2 separate regions of the Sus scrofa genome follow, and region 2 is linked to region 1. A link is a contact called in public HiChIP or PLAC-seq data. All regions are on one chromosome and are shown on one strand. Each heading gives the region's core, a stretch centred on a gene start, on an enhancer-like site or on the middle of the called end of the contact. The rest is flanking DNA. Distances are from core to core; before and after follow the strand shown.

Region 1 (5,627 bases), core at 2,219-4,718:
CTCTCTTGATTTCTTTAGTTGTATCTCTGAAAAGCTCTTTTACTTTGTCTTCTATCCCATGTACTGAAATTTTTATTTGGGCTATCATGTTTTCTTAATTTCCTAGAGCTCTTTCTTATTCTGACTGCTCTTTTAAAAATACCATCCTGTTCCTATTTCATGCAATCAATTTTATCCCATTTTCTGAGAATGTGAATTTACCTCTTCCTCATTTTAAAATTTTCTTCTGGTCCCTGTATTATATCTACTTCAATTTAATCCCTTAAAAACATCCCGCTATTTTCTAATATTGATTATAAATTTTAGGTAAGTCTTGGAATGACTGTAGTACTTCTCTCCCTGCCACACACACACATTCCAATGCAAAGAATAACCATCAGTTAAAAAACATGAAGTTCCATGATGTGTCAAACAAGGTTTAGAGAAGAGGCCAACAAGAAGGTGGCTCAATACTATTACAGAGTATTCTGAATAAGCAATACAGCAGAGAGGCATTTTATTCAAAGGATAGGTTCTGGTTTATATGGATCTGTAGAAGCTTTTTGCCATGGGAATCTAAAGAACAACAATTCTAAATGCAAAATGTCCTACATAAAAGATTTTCCCCTTCTTTCCAATTTGGCTATGACTCTAAAGAAACAGAGACACAACAGTCACTAAGAAGGCAGGACATCCTTCCAGCTAACCAACTTTTACATACTGTTCCTTATGGTCAAATGTTGACCACACTGTGGTAACTCTTTTTGACTTTATGACCTTATTACTAAAACCATCAATTTTACTCACCGTTATTTGAGCAGAGGAACTGCTTGAATGCCCAAAGACTATTCTACAGTGCTATTTAACCTTTCCCAACAGAGACTCATTGAAAGTGGGAGCTTGGTCAAATGTTTCACCTAACCTTGCAAAGATACTTCCCAGTAAATATTTGAAGTATATAAATACCTCCAAGTAAAGTCTTTAAAAATGTGTAAAACTCACAAATGTTAAGCAAAATACCTATCTTAATTATATAATCACATTTAAAGCAAAACAATGCTATGAGTTCAGACAAGAGCTAATAATATGACACATAAACTGAGGCAGTTCAAATACTATTTATCTGCCTACATTCAGCTTATTTTCAATAACAAAATATTTTTACATAATACACACAGTGTTTTATTTTAGAAAAGGCTTCTAAAAAAAAAAGAAAGAAAGAAAGAAAGACAAGCTTCTACTACATCACGGATTAAAATTTGAAACCATGTTCCATAGATTATTTATTCTGTGGTAGGATGGACATGAGGAAACACAATGTAGAGAAAGAGCAAAGGTTTAGAAGCAGCCAGATGAGAGGAGAATTATTTCTTGGCTGTGTAAGCTTGGGTGATTTGTTCAGCCTTGCTGAGTACCTTCCCACCTTGTTTTCTATAAAATGCGAATAACAGTGCCTACTCTGTGGAGTTACTGTGAGAAATGAGATAATACATGGACAAATCAACACTGTACCTTCTCATCCAATTACTCACGCATTGTTCTTTGGCCTTGGCTCCTGCCACCTGGCCCTCCTTGTTCCCTGCCCCACTTTAAAAGAGGAGATGAAAGGAACGGGGGGGGGGGACTGGTACAAATTACCATTAACGTCAACACACCTTGAGATTCTAAGATCCAAGAGTATCAGAGAACATAAGTCACTTTCACACTTGCTATACAAATAGCTTCTAAAAATACATGAAGTGAAAAAAAAAAATAAAAGTACATGAAGTGCAGGCACTGAAAATATGGCTAAAATTTGGGTCTGGCACAAAAAAATTTTACCTAGTATTCTGAATATGTTAACACTTATATTTTGTAGCAAATATAAGAGTCAGAGGCCAGGAAGAAAGCTATAAAATGGGGTGGATGGATCCATATTGGTAGAAAAAAACATGGTTAGGGTGTCCAAACACAAATAATGAGTGTACCTGCATACATACACACACACATACACACACACACACACCACCCAGAGGATGTGTGTGAGACAATAAAAATGGTGATATATAATGCTGCTCTCCCATTCTCCTACTCACCCAATCTACGAAAACAGTATTTGTTTTTTAATGCGCTCATTCTAGTGGTAAAGATAGACACTGAACATACACACAAATAGATGCAGATGCTTCAACAAAGGTATATTTCATCCTTGGAAAAGAAAAACCATATTTCTCACAATTATTTGTGATTACAGTAACACTGGCTAGCTGTTGAGTCTGTACGGAAATAATTTACAGTCACTCTAGTAGTTTTCCAAATTTGTCAGAAAACAAGCAGCCCAGAGAATGACTGATACAAAGGCTGAATAAAAATAACTAATTGAAGGAACAGTCACTGATCATTTTCACATGTAAATTTTGGCATTCCGTCTTAGTTTTAATTAATTCCATTAAATTGGTGTTTCATAGGTCAGAGGATTTTATGACTACACACCAAAAATGTTGTTTATAAAGCCATTTAGAAGGAACTGCCCACAAATATTTTCTAATACATTTTTTCCTTTTGTCTAATTCAAATTGTGATTGCTTCATTTTTTCCTCCTTTAAGTCCAATTTTGTTCTTTGTATTTACTTCTACTTCTTTATTTGCCATTCAACAAGGGGCAGTCCATCATAAAACCTACTCCATGCTTTCTAAAATTTATGTAGTACCAAGTAACTTCAACCTGTAAGTACACTAAGAAAGAAAAAGGGGGACAAACCAACAAATCAGGTGGTAGGAGATAAATATCCTTACATACACACAAAGCCTCACTCTCTCCACAGAGATCCATAAATAGGGTGGCCAAGGCTTATTTATAGAAAGGACAAAGGGACAGGATAAAAATGAAAATACAGCCAAAGAAGCCTCTTCGTCTCCTCTGGCCTGATTTAAATAGGGTTACTCAAGTTCATGGATTGGTAATAGATGATGTTGCAAAATTAGGATGAATCAGAGTCATCACTAAAATATTGTTTTATTCTAAGAATGGACAATATCATATGTTTTGCCCTAAAACACATGACTCATAGGGAGCCCATGATTCCTTTTCCATTCTTCCCTGAAATTTGACAAAAAAAAAAAAAAAAAATCAGAAAGGGTAAGTTAGGGGAGCCACATACCTAGAGTTTCACACCATTTTAATGGTGGTTTCAATCCTGCTATTACTCAGATATGCGACTCAGGTTAAGTCACTTAACTTCTGAGTCTCAGTCTCCTATCTATTAAACGGGGATAATTATACCTAACCTAACTCCCTTACCAGGTTACCACTAGGATCAAATGTGAAAGTACTTTGAAATCATCAATTTCTGCTGATTCGACCTCCTATTTCTCAATTCTATTCATTTCTTTCAACTTTCATTGTCACTATTCTAATTCAGACCACCAACATTTCTTCCCTAGGCTGGATCACCTTTATAAATAGCAGAACACCACAGTATACCGTTCACGAGGAAAATGAGAAAGCCAAGCTAAATGTATTCCATTTCACCATCTAACATTTATTTGACATTCTCCTGTGACTGCGGTCTGTATGTATTTGTGGGCATGTATATTAAAATGTCCTTTGTTTTACGAAATGATTCTGACAGGTGGTGCATTTAACATCCTTACTTAACAAAACGAAAAGGTTAGTAACTCCATTATGGTGATCCACAAAATTTAATTTTTTTTTTCTGGTTCATGAAGTCCAAATGTTTGGGTACCATTAGCCTATATTATCCTAACAAACAAAGCCATTCAAACAAACTCATCCCTGGTCTTCAAACTTTTACTTCCAATCCAGCTTTATTGTGTTCTCTACACAGTGGTCAAACTGATCAAACTAAAACAAATCTAATCCCTTTATACCTGTGCTTGAAATAACTTCCTTGCTCCTGTGTCCTCAGGTTGGCTGACCTCATCTCAGGCCACGTGGCCCTTGCACTCTGCATAGCAATCATGTGTTGTGATGGCTCATATCACTCCTGACTTCTGAACAGGAACAGCCCCCTCCTATATCACCTCCTCTTTCTCAGGTAAATACTGCATATCCTTTTGCTCAGCCATTATCTTTTTTGCTCTAAGGTGTCTTCCTTGATTCCTCTAAGCCCATATTCCATGTATCCACCATGTACCATTACAGCAGCAACTCTTACTTCCTTCACTGTAGAACTTCACTAATATGTTGATAAATATTTACTGGGCTTCTGCTATATGTCAGGCACTGCTCCAGGTGCTGGAGATGGAGCAGTGAATGAGATAAAGATCCACTCCCAAGGAGCTGACATTCTAGTAAGAGGAAGCAGGTTAGAAGTTAAAATTCAAAATAACAGAGAAGTGAAACACTTGGTGATGGTTCATCCCTGTATTCCACGGACCTGGAACAATGTCTGGCTCCAAGCTGGTGCTCAAAAAATATTTGTCGAATGAATAAACATTCATTTTAGGAGTGTCAAAAAGCACTATACAAGTGTGAAGCCTTGACAACTGTGGGCATTGGGTTCACATCGGCCTATTAAAATCTCTTCCTAGAGTCTGGCTTAAGTTTTCAGAAGCCTTAAAGCGGGCTGCATCAGTCATATCAGGGCATTCGATATTCTAAGACTTGGTTTTACACTTGGCAGAAGTAGTACTTTTACCAGTAATTTTCAGATCAAATGAGTTAAGCACTGAAGGCTCAAACGTCCCAACTTGGCACAGTCTCCATCTTCCTCAAACTCAAAACACAAAATTAAAAGAAAGCCAGTTCCTTATATGGTTCAGACACCAGGATGTTGGCCTCCTACTCTACCAAAAAGGTTCACACTGGAAAAGTCAATAACTACCAGGAACAAGGGCCTTGTCAGATCACTGTCAAGGCATAATCCCACCTGAGCTGTCACCCACTGAAGTGAATTAAAGTCAAGAAAGTCAACATTTAATGAATATTCACTTGCCTTTGGTTCAAGAATGGTCTTAGAAATAAGCTTTCCTTTAATTAAGAACAAAAGTACCCCAGAAAGCTGAAATGAGATCTGAGGAACAGTCCACCTGAGTCAGCTAGTCAGCATAAGGAAGAGTTGGCAGTCCCTGGCTGACAATGCTCCAGAGTGTGACTGAAACACCATTCTGTTCATGTAAAGATGTGGAAAACACCGAGTGCCTGTCATGGTTCAGTGGAAACGAATCTGACTAGCATCCATGAGGATACAGGTTTGGTCCCTGGCCTTGCTCAGTGGGTTAAGGATCCAACATTGCCATGAGCCGTGGTGCAGGTCACAGACGTGGCTCAGATCCCTAGTTGCTGGGGCTGTGGCGTAGGCTGGCAGCTACAGCTCCGATTCGACCCCTAGCCTGGGAACCTCCATGTGCCGCAGGTACCACCTTAAAAAGACCAAAAAAAAAAAAAAAAAAAAAAAAAAGAGAGAGAGAGATTTGGAAAACAGATTTTTCTGGACAGATCTAGGCCTGACATCTCTACTACCAAGCTGACAAGCCAAAATATGAACCTGGTACAAAGGTACCCAGCAGTTCTAAAAAGAGCTTGCGGTGTTTATAGACTGCTAATTCTCAATCCTGGGCCTAGACATACACCAATCAATCAAGCAATGGACAGTCGTGTCCTGAGCAGTATGCTAAGTGCTCTGGAGGACACCGGCAGCGCACAT
Region 2 (5,541 bases), core at 1,138-3,637, 110 kb before region 1:
AACAGCCTTTTTTCTTTTACATTTTCTTTTTTCTTTTTCTTTTTTGCCTTTTAGGGCCATATACGTGCAGCTCACGGCAACACCAGATCCTCAACCCACTGAGCAAGGCCAGGGATTGAACCTGCAACCTCATGGTTCTTAGTCGGATTCGTTAACCACCGCGCCACGACAGGAACTCCAATATCTGTGGAATTTCTATAAAATCCTTGCCGAGAATGAATTTTGAATCAATTACCTTTGACATAAGATATAAATATTTCATAAAATGTAATAATTTGAGGTAAAGATATTATTGATTCAGTCTAACGTCTTTTTCTTTTCCAGGTACTAAGTTACCCTTTATTATACTGAAGGATATCCATGGGGTCAGGCCCAATATCCAAGATGATGGTGAATATGTTGAAAGCTAATGTTCCTGAAATTAAATATGCTAAATCTTGAGTAAATTCCCTCTCTGTTGCATTTCTTGCAAACTGTTCATCTCTTATATAGACAGTAAAATTTCAAACTATGCAAAATTTCATAGGTGTGGGTGCGTATGTATACATACATACCCACACTCAGTACAAAGATACATATTAAGTAATCTGTAAAATGTATTTCTTCTTGTGAATGGCTGTCAAAAAACTTGAAATCCACTAGTTTAGCAAGAGAAACACACAACCAATCATATGTTATAATGGGTGCTTGAGAGAGGGGTTGATAGGGAGTTCCCTTCATGGCTCAGTGGAAAGAAATCTGACCAGTATCCATGAAGACGCAGGTTCGATCCCTGGCCTCACTCAGGGGGTTAAGGATCTGGTGTTGCTGTGAACTGTGGTGTAGGTCACAGACATGGCTTGGATCCTGCGTTGCTGTGGCTGTGGCGGAGGCCAGCAGCTGTAGCTCTGATTCGACCCCTAGCCTGGGAACCTCCATATGCCTCAGGTGTGGCCCTTAAAAGGAAAAAAAAAAAAAAGAGAGAAAGAGAGAGGGGTTGCCAGAGTGCAAATTCAGGGTGGGGAAGGGGAACTGCCCAGGTGAGTCAGGAAGTGCCTCAGCAGAGCTGGGGGATGAGGAGGAGCCTGGGAGACACTGCCAGCAGAGGAAGCAGCATGTCCAAAGACTATGGCATAATAACAAGAAGTGCAAAGGGGATGTGGAAGAGGAGGGACAGCAGGAAGTGACAGCGGATGGGTGACACGCCCCAAATGGAGGCACTTAGGAGTGGCCTTTAAGAGCTCCAAAAGCTTCAAAGGGTTGAAGCCCTAGTGGGACCCCATCAGTCCAAGCCATCCTGGGAGTCTGGGAGTCCTGCTCCTTAGTGTGAGAAACAGATGGTTTACTTTGGACATAGGAAACTCTTCCAGAAGAATCCACTGCCATCTTCAGAGGGCTGAAGACAACCATTCTGGCTTGACGCTGTTAGTGAGTGTTAAGGTCTCTAAGTCATGAGATCCTATCTGGACTTCAAGAGTCAGGGTCTAAGGTCACTCCAGTTCCTACAGAAAAATTACTTCCCCAGAATCCTGATTAGACACATGGCTTAACTTTATTCATCTAGAAAGCTTTACGAAGCACCATGGGAGATATCCTCCTTGGAAGAGAAGTGGAAGGGACAAGGTTCTGGCCTTGAAGAGCTTAGGTCGTGTGTGTGTGTGTGTGTGTGTGGCGGTGTTGGGGGTATACATGGAGAAAACCAAGACATTCACAAAACGATCTGAGCGAATATCACGGAGGAGGGGTCTGGAGATGGGGAAGGAACTGATGGTGCATGGAAAGAAGGAACTCCAGGCAGGAGAGTTCACTGGAGCAAAGATACAACGGTGGGAACATGCCTGCCACCGGCCAGAAACTCAAACAGGTACAGGAGACAAGCTTGACAGCTTAGGATGACTTTGGCTCTTGGGTCCTGGCAGGGGCTGGGCCCAGCACAGCCCACCAAGGGCTCCTCCTCTAAGCAGGGCTCCCACGGGCTCACTGCAACTCAGGCGGCTTCTGTTCTCCAGCGCAGTGAGTATGAAGCACTGGCAGCCCCTCACCATGGCGTCAGCAGTCAGTTAATGAAGCATCAGCCTGGGGACCGCCACCAGCCCCGAAATAGGCTGGACAGAAGAAAAGCAGAGAGGAAACAAAGATGCGGAATATGGGAGAGAAGGCAGGTGAGAGGCAGGGCTGGGGTGGGGAGAAGAAAAGAATAATAAGTGCGGGGCGGGGGGGCCCCCCTGCCTGACACATGTCCAGCCACACAGTGTCCTGTATTTAAAACACACTTCAAAGCCTGCCCTCTAGGAAACCGGCCCTGACTAACCATCAGAGAAGAGCCGCTGAGGACAGTCTGAACAGCTGACTTGACGGGCTGCTGCCTTGACCTTCCTCTGGTCCCCCAGAGCTCCCGCGGGCCCCCTCTGTCGTCCCTGGCAGTTGGAGACTCTGCAAGAGGAGCGGTCGGCCGACCAGACGCTGCCTCTCCTTATGTTTGGTTATAAAAGGAAGAGCTGCTGTGGTTAGGAGCCAGGAGGTACTCCTTTGATGCAGGCCACATGAAGTCATATAAATGTGGAAGTGTAAATTAAATAAAAAAGAACCCCCTCTCCCCTCTGATTTCCATTTTTACCACAGCCCCCAGCCAAGCAACCATCATATGGCATTCTCAGAGAAACAATAGGGGATCTGTTTAAACCGAGATGCCAAACGGTCATGAATTGCAGAATATATATTTTTAAACAAGTTATTTTCCCCCGTGGTAACATCTAGAGTCCAGATCTACACCCGAGGCCAGCTGGCAGCAGCATGCAGGGCCTGGCTGGCGAGCCGGGACTGCTCGTTTACCTTGCCCGCCACCGCGGGAGGGGAGGCGGGTGCCGGCAGAGCTGCATTTTTAGGGTATGTTCCAACTTCCATCCAGCCTTTCTTGGTCTGGAGCTTTGCAAGTGTTTATACTCACACCCACACGTATAAGCTGCCCTGCAGCCCTCTGCTCGGATTTTCCTTTTAAAGTGAAGCCATCTTCGTGCCCTTCGCTGGTGGTTGACCAGGTTGCAGGGAGTCCTTACCAAGACGTCATGCACACAGCAAGACACCATGAGCTGTGAGTCTGTCCAGAAAGGGACCAAACGTCCCAGCCACGCGCTACAGAGCACTTGGGGCCGCCCTTGGGAAGACAGCTTTTGTTCCCGGGGGATGGAGTGTGTGAAGACAAAGGGCCTTTACCACTTTACCAGGGTTCTGGGTAGGCACTCAGCAAAGGTCCAGGCAGTCTGCCCAAGGCCCTGAGGCCCTTCTTAGGTCAAGGTCGAGGCCACAGCCGCCTCTGCTTCCCTGGGGGTGCGCTGCTCTAGAGGAAGTCTGTAAGCTCAGTACCAAGGCTTTGCCTTTCCCTCCCTGAAGGCTCACTTGCCTTTTCAGAGGCTCCCCCAAGGGAGCCTCCCACACCCCCAGAGGCCCTCATATTTTTCCCTCTTTCTATTAGGCATCTTTTTCTCATTGATGTACTAACACTCAAGTTATGTGTAGAGAATGAGGAAAAAGAGACCTTGTGTGGGGCTTGGGGTTTGTTCAAAGCCTGAAGAAACTGTTTTAGAGGGTGTATGTTTTTTATTCCTTTTATGAGAGATGCATGTTTCCCCCCCTCTGTGACTTGTTTAAAAGTAAAGTTTAATATGCTGCCAGAGAAATTGCTGGTTAATAACTTAATAAGCAATGTGCTAGGAATTATGGGAGAAAAGTAGTATCCAAGAAAACTTTTATTGTACAGTTTGGGGCTTGGCGGATATATAGCTTCAGTTATTATATAAAACGCTAACAGAAGTCTCCTTTCTTTTCAGACCTCACCTCCCTAGAATTCTTTTAAAAAGGGTACATAAGTGAGGTGAATGGAAACTTCTAGAAGCTGCGTGAGAGGTCTGCATGTAGATCACAGGTGAGAACTTCCAACGGCACCGACAACAGAATTGTGCTGATGTGAGTGCAGCAACGCATGCACTTGGAAATGAGTCCTGGCAATGATCCATTGTAGTAATAAAAGTTTTATTTTCAAAAAGTATCCTTGCTTTGTAAGATTCTTAAGAGAGAAGAAAAACAGGCACCACTATTCCCATTTTTAGAAATCAACAGAGTAGCTGGCATCGCTCAGGTGACCTACCCAAGATCAGGGCAAAAACCAAGAAGGGAGTCAAGGTTTTCTAGACAAACTGTGTCTATGTGTTCCCAACACAATCGGATGAAAAGTATGACGCAACGGCGATCAAGGAGAGTATCTGGGTTTGCAGCCGCAAGCTCTGGTGTTGTGTCCTGGGGGCCAGTCTGGTGGAGAGCAAGGCTCCAAGCATAGCTGTTTCTGTGAGGGCCAACCTAGGGGCCCGTCGGCACGGCCGACTCAAGTATCTGACAATAAACACTCCCTCTATTTGCTTAGCTCTTTTGAACTCACACACCCATTGCTCACCGTGTCTTTCCCCACCCTCATCTATTTCACATTTTAGAGCTTCCAACTTTACGGATAAAAACCGAGACCCAAAGAACTTAAGGTCCACACATCACTAGTTAGTACTAAGCAGGGGCCAGAACCCAGACCTGCCACCTTTGAGTGACCCTGCCTCCCCTCGACCCCAGGGAGGTGCGTTCACACCTAGAGGCTTTTCCGTTTACCCAGTGCCTCTCCAAGTGGCCCTGCCTGTGGTCACCTGGGAACACAGGGCCTCTGGACCGGGGAGGGCCTCTTCCGGCTCAAGCAGGGAATAAGGTCCTGAGTGTGTGTGAGAAGCTACCTCCAGAGGCCTGCAGCCCAGTCCAATGGCTGAGGAAGCCTGGGCATCACTGACAGCCGAGGGGGAGGAGGGCGACGAGGCTTTGGGGGGTCTCTCTCAAAGCAGCTCCCTTGGCCCCTGGACATAAAACCTGCTCACATGCCCACAAGCCCCCCTGGGGTCAGCGTGAAGCCTAACCATGGAGGACGAAGTGCCAGGGCTGAGCCAGCTCAATGTGAGCACAAAGACGCAGGAAGCTAAGCGAGGCCTAACGCAGTGCTCCTGCCAGGTGTGCATGGTGCTTGAAACCCTGTGCTCAAGTTACTGACTTCGGTTAAAGGAGCTGCCTCTGGAAGATCATGAGTAAACGACAGTGGTACGACCCATAAGAATCAACTTCTTGACATTTAGCACTGAGTAACATGCCCGTGTGATTTCTTGGTCATAGCAACTGGCAGTCAGCCAGCTGAGAGTGGATTTCTGCGGAAAGGGGATCCAGAACCGTTCTCTTTTGACAGCAAGAAGGTCCAGGGCGTGGGTCATGTCCAAGGAGGGCAGCTCCTGAGAGAGGCCCTTGGACAGCCCAAGGGCCTGGGGTTGCAGCATATTCTAGGAGGATGATCAGGCTGCAGTGGATCCAGAGGCCAGAAAACAAATGTGCTCTCCACATCCCCAATTTAGGCCACCTTCGGAGCCAGACCCATCTGTCAAGTAGGAAGAAGTCACCTGCTCCTTGTGTCTGTTTTTCCACCTACGGGTATTGGTTTGGATGAGATCCCTGTTTGGGAAGAGGGAGTCCGGTGCTCTTCTGAGT

Evidence for each region. HiChIP or PLAC-seq counts read pairs in DNA pulled down with a chosen protein or histone mark.
Region 2: an H3K27ac HiChIP or PLAC-seq map of skeletal muscle shows a contact between it and region 1. The contact joins two enhancer-like sites. A contact is called at or near these places in 2 of 47 Hi-C or Micro-C datasets (retroperitoneal adipose tissue and subcutaneous adipose tissue) and 2 of 2 datasets of contacts at active chromatin or transcription factors (alveolar macrophages and skeletal muscle).

What each region holds. Positions count from the first base shown.
Region 1 is chr3:96,994,297-96,999,923 of Sscrofa11.1, reverse strand. The region is part of intron 28 of THADA (thyroid adenoma-associated protein); the gene reads right to left. Among named protein-coding and RNA genes, the nearest start is that of THADA, 120 kb to the right of the region's middle. Within about 2 kb of position 3,468, at least 9 of the 83 cell types and tissues checked have an H3K27ac peak or open chromatin away from gene starts, as enhancers often do. A contact at or near this core is called in skeletal muscle, where this site is marked.
Region 2 is chr3:97,105,632-97,111,172 of Sscrofa11.1, reverse strand. All of the region lies in intron 32 of THADA (thyroid adenoma-associated protein), which reads right to left. Among named protein-coding and RNA genes, the nearest start is that of ZFP36L2, 92 kb to the left of the region's middle. Within about 2 kb of position 2,387, at least 22 of the 83 cell types and tissues checked have an H3K27ac peak or open chromatin away from gene starts, as enhancers often do. A contact at or near this core is called in skeletal muscle, where this site is marked.